Regions from separate parts of the Mus musculus genome. Here region 2 is linked to region 1. Evidence: chromatin contacts called from public HiChIP or PLAC-seq data. All regions are on one chromosome and are shown on one strand. Each heading gives the region's core, a stretch centred on a gene start, on an enhancer-like site or on the middle of the called end of the contact. The rest is flanking DNA. Distances are from core to core; before and after follow the strand shown. Region 1 overlaps 1700020G17Rik (RIKEN cDNA 1700020G17 gene). Region 2 holds the start of Csrp2 (cysteine and glycine-rich protein 2).

Region 1 (2,600 bases), core at 31-2,530:
TCACTGTCTGGACTTTGTTTTTCAAGCATGTCAGTCAATGCCCTTCAGCCTGACTGCAACAGGCGTGCATCCCTGCCTCCAGGTGACAGTTTCTAAACTTCATTCAAGAAGAATTCTATTACATATTGTGGCTTTTAGTCTGATTTGGGATTAAGGTTTGCTATGAGGGCCAGACAGTCTAGACAGGCACCCAAATCTCAAAATCATATCAATCTAGACAGAGGTACATGCCAAGAGGCCGTGGTTTATTGATAGTACACCACAGAGCCAGATAAAGAATTGGAGGCAAAGGTTAATGTCTTAGAAGTAGTAGTCTTAACAATAGGGCAGGACATAACATATATTAAGGCTAGAAAGGTAGAAATTTCAGATATTAGCAATAGTCACTTGGACACTTGGAACATTGATGAATTGGCCAGAGATTTAAAGATAACCTAGTACATTGAATCCCCTGGATTGGGTTCAGTATTATTATTGACACTAATTTATTAGTAAATCATTGTGTTTCCACTTATCTTTAGAGCACTCCTAAGATCTATAGCTACGATGAGGTGGGACATTCTGGAACTTCGGCAAAAATATAAAAATGGGAGAATGCTATGCACACTCCAGTGAAGTTTGCTTGGCAGGCTACGAGGCAAAGAGTTTCACAGAAACTCACCTCCTGGAACTTTGGTGATCTCATAACCCATACATTCTTACCCTATCCCTGCGTTAGTCTGGTGTATGGATCCACGTGCTCTCCTTTAGTATTATCTTATTACTCCTTTAGTATTATCTTATTATAAGTGCCTTTTAAGATTGAATTCTGATATAGTTTAGCCTTTGCCAGTGTTCCAATGTCCTAGAAAGACCTTGAAGCAGACAACTTGGAATTCAGTAGGAATTCAGTAAGGAAGTTACCTATTCAGTAACTAATTAAACATTACAAAAGACTGAGCCAGGAGCTCAGGGCTGGTCTGCAGAATGTTTACTAGGACAGTAAGGACAGTCTTAACCAAAGAAGGTTTTACCATGAGAAAAGTTATAGAATCCCACTGAGACAGGTTTCTTCACTAGGCCCAAAGAATTCAAGCAGAACTATAAAGCATAAATAAATTTTATGCCTCAGTCCAGCTTTTTTTTTTTTAATATTAATAACAGGGAGGAGATGTAGCCTCCCACAAGCCTGAAGCAGGCTGAGCCAGACCTTGATTTTGTTGCTACTAAGGAGACTACTTAGGGTGGAGCCTGCCTCCCTGGATCATTTTATTGTTCAGCCACTGCCGCAGCTGCTGCTGCTGCTGCTGCTGCTGCTGCTGCTGCCGCCTGCTGGGAGTCGGCCTACCTGTTCCAGAGTCTACATCTGAGTCTACACGTGGTCATCTGCAGCTGGGCTCCAAGGATGATTTGGAGGGAATGGGCTTTCCCTTCTCCTTTATAAAGTGTGTCCACCATTAAAAATTTGAGTCTTGATCAGAATACTGTCTTGGCTCCATTTCTCTCTACCCGCCTAGATTCCCTCTTTTCTTTCAGTTCCAAGATGCCTCCCAGGCTCGAACCCAGACATGAGAGCCGCAGGTTGGCCCCAACAGGATCTCACTTAGAAGAAGGAATAAAATAGTCATAGGAGGCAGATGGACAGAGGAAATAGGGAGGGAAGAGAGATGGGAGATTTAGGATCAGGTTATGGGAAGGACAGGAGAGATGGCTAGATAGCCATGAAAATCTGCAACTGACAGGGGTGAGGAGGTGGGAGGCATCTTCAGGATGACAGAGACTTGGGATAAGGGGGACCAAACAAACAAAAAACAAAAAACAAAAAAAAAAAAAAAAAGAAAGAAAGAAAAAGCCGGCATTGGTGGCGCATGCCTTTAATCCCAGCACTTGGGAGACAGAGACAGGTGGATTTCTGAGTTTGAGGCCAGCTTGGTCTACAGAGTTAGTTCCAGGAAAGCCAAGGCTACACAGAGAAACCCTGTCTTGAAAACAAAACAAAAACAATAACAACAACAACAAAAGAATCAATGGGGGTGATCATAGCTGTGACTCACTACAATGGGGATTTGGAACCTGAAGAGGCCACCCCCTTTAGCTAGACAGGAACCGCAGTAGAGCTATAGAGTCATCAAACAAATCTTTCAACCCAAAATTTATCCTGTCCATAAGTAACTGCAGGTATGGGGGATGGAGCAGAGACTGAGGGAATGGCCAACCAATAACTGGCCCAGTTTGAGATCCATCCCATGGTCAAGCAGTAATCCCTAACACTATTAATAATACTCTGGTTATACTTGCAGACAGGAGCATGTTGTCCTCTGAGAGGCTCCACCCAGCAGCTGACTCAGAGAGATGGAGACACCCACAGCTAAACAGTGGATGGAACTTGAGGACAATTATGGAAAAATAGGAAGAAAGATTATGAACCCCCAAAGGGGATAGGAACTCCATAGGGAGACCAACAGAGTCAACTAACCTGGGCCCTTGGGACTCTCAGAATCTAAACCACCAACCAAAGAACATACAGGCTGAACCTACTCATGTAGTTGGTGTGCAGTTTGATCTTCATGCGGGGAGCAGGGGCTATCCCAAAAGTTGTTGCCTGTACATGGGATATGTTC
Region 2 (2,600 bases), core at 46-2,545, 64 kb after region 1:
AAGAAGTGCAGCAAGCTGCGGAGGTAAAGCAAACAGATCGGAATCGTGAATGTAAGAATTGCTGGTATTTAGAAAAGCTCACAGCAGGCACCCATGCTTTCAAACTCCTGCCGCAATCTGGGGGAGATGTCAATCACTACTTGCACTGTTTTTCAACAGTCCTTGGTGGACAGAGAATCTGGCTGCAATTACGAGCTTATTTTGGATTGGGCCCAGCATACGACATAAAAAGGCATAAACCAGGCCTGTACTTTGTCACCGGAGGGGCCTTCCTCAACTCTGCCTCCTCCTACCCCCCCTAACAGGGCCTTTGGCAACGTAAGCGGGAAATTTTTTATTGTCGCAACGCGAGGGTACTGGCATCTATCAGTTAAAGTCATCCTAACCCCCACCAAAGAACTAGGCTATTAACAGCATGATGTTGCGCCTGGATGAAAGGGGTGATCGATTTGTGACAGAGGGGAGTAGTTTTGGTCGCTGCCTATTGCGGCGTGGAGGTCACCACTCTTCAAATACTAATTCTTAGGGCAACCCACTACTGATGACAGAGAAGTGGATCACCAAATGTCCTAGAATACAAACCAGATAGAGATGACATTATTTTGCTTTTTGTCTAGAACAATAATATGTCACCTCAAGCCCAGATTTTAGGTCCTTTCTGCTGTCTTCGCCGGCGAGACATCCCTGGACTTTTCGGACAACTGCAAACAATTGCAAACTGAAACCCGAAGCCTTTTGGCGCCAGGGTTTCTGCGTGGGTTGTGGGTTTCTTCCCCCCTCAGCAAAGAGTGGTGGGGGAAAGCAAAACACTTGGGGAATGAGGTGTTTTCATAACGTCATTTGTTTAGTCTAGATGAGGAATGCAGCTCTTTCGCGACAGGAAAGCTGCGGATTCCAGAAGCCGGGATTCTGACCAGAGACTATCCTGCACCGGGGAGTCCTGCACCCCGGAGGCTAACATATGGCGTTTGTGCAGTAAAGGGTGGCGGGAATCCCACGGGGCGACACCGGATCTCGCTGGCTCCGGGCCGATCCTGAGTGCTCCGGACGTCCCGGGACCGGCGGGTAGGAGCAGCCGGAGACGGTGGGAGACTCGGACGCGCGGGAAGCCGCAGGAAGAGGCGGGATTCCGGTCTTTTGTCTCGGGGCCAGAGCTCGAAACCCGCAGCGGGAGCCCAGCTCAGCGGGCCGGGCGGAGACCATCGCACACCCCGAGGGGCATGACCGATGATGGGCGTGGCGAACAAGGCCACGCCCAACATAAGTCTTTAAAAGCGGGCACACGCGCTCCCGCCAGTCTCCGGATCCGCCCGCGGCTTTCCTCGGTCAGACCTCGTTAGCTCCGCCCGCCGCGTGCTCCCTCCTCCCACTCGGGTGAGTCCTAGGAAGCCTGCAGCCCCGCGGTCCCTGTCATCTCCACCCCTGCTCCTGACTATGCTTCCACCCGTCCTCTCACTTCTGCCCCAATGCGGGGTCCACTAGCACACCTGCTGTCGCCCCCAGACCATCCCTGCCCTGGGACCTCATGTCCTTGGGGCAGGTAAATCATCCCCTGTGACCTTTAATTTTCCATCCTGTTCTCTGGGAGAGAGGCGAGCTGGGAGTTTCTCGTGGCCGCCAATGCCTCTTTTTGTAGCCCCAGGCTCCCTCCCAGGGCTGATTCTCCCCTTCGGGTAGGAGGGGTTAGAGGCTTCGGGGCTCCAGTGCCCCAAGGGTGTGTCTGCCCAGCCCTGACGACCTTCTCGGGAATTGGGTGGGTACTCTGGGGTGGTGGGCGTCTCCATACCCTCTGAGCTCCAGTTCTCCTGTGGCGAAACGGAGCTCCTGGCCATCGCCTTTGTTCGGTGGTCTCTGCCCACCCGGCACAGAAGGAACCATAGTGAAATTCTAGTTGAACATTCCTAGCTTTTCCTGGTGCTTTCTACCTTTAAAGTACAAACAAGGATACAGCATTGCTTGGTTCTGAAATTCTGCAACAGGTCCTAAAAGTCACAGTATGGGTTCAGAGCTAGATAATAGTTATAGGCATCCGTGAGGTAAGGGGTGAGGTGAGGGGAGAGCTCTTGAAACTTCTGCCCCCTTGGAAGCCAGGACTTTGAACTTTATTTGTTTACCTGATTACTTTTTGAGTAAATATTTGGTTTGACCTGTTTTGTTTGAGTCGCATACATTTTTACTTTATTAAATGCTTTTCAGTTCGGGGCGGGGGGGGGGCTGGGTGTAGTAATTTTTTAACTTGGGCAGCGAAAATAGTTAAATTATTGACTTTTTCAATGCGTGCTTAATCTCTACTTACATAAAACCAAAGAATCCAAAAAGGAAGTGATTCTTGTACCCAGATTCTTCAAGAAAGATTTAAACGGTAGATTTCAAAAGAGAGACTCATACAATCTCAACACTGCATACAAGTGACATTTGGGACCCTATTCTCTGCCATTGCCTTGTAATTGTTACTGATAATTCCTTCATTACTCCTCAAGGCTGTTTGACCCCACTTTTTATAGCCAGGTTGCCATAGACGTATACATCCCATGAGTCTCTGGAACACTGTTTGCTTAGTTATCTTGAATATGTTGGAGCACACCTCGGTGCTTGTTAAC

Evidence for each region. HiChIP or PLAC-seq counts read pairs in DNA pulled down with a chosen protein or histone mark.
Region 2: a contact with region 1 is called in an H3K27ac HiChIP or PLAC-seq map of embryonic stem cells, with 17 read pairs. The contact joins the promoter of Csrp2 here to the enhancer-like site in region 1. A contact is called at or near these places in 3 of 39 promoter capture datasets (the 3T3-L1 cell line, the C10 cell line and embryonic stem cells), 17 of 484 Hi-C or Micro-C datasets (embryonic heart, embryonic stem cells and uterus), 14 of 115 datasets of contacts at active chromatin or transcription factors (bone marrow-derived macrophages, embryonic stem cells, extraembryonic endoderm stem cells and 3 more) and 4 of 9 other capture datasets (adipose tissue, embryonic stem cells, liver and 1 more).

Annotation. Positions count from the first base shown.
Region 1 is chr10:110,854,906-110,857,505 of GRCm38.p6, forward strand. All of the region lies in intron 2 of 1700020G17Rik (RIKEN cDNA 1700020G17 gene), which reads right to left. Among named protein-coding and RNA genes, the nearest start is that of Gm22186, 36 kb to the right of the region's middle. Within about 2 kb of position 1,281, at least 13 of the 459 cell types and tissues checked have an H3K27ac peak or open chromatin away from gene starts, as enhancers often do. A contact at or near this core is called in embryonic stem cells, where this site is marked.
Region 2 is chr10:110,918,881-110,921,480 of GRCm38.p6, forward strand. Csrp2 (cysteine and glycine-rich protein 2) reads left to right here and starts at 1,296. Exons shown (of 6, transcript NM_007792.4): 1 at 1,296-1,374.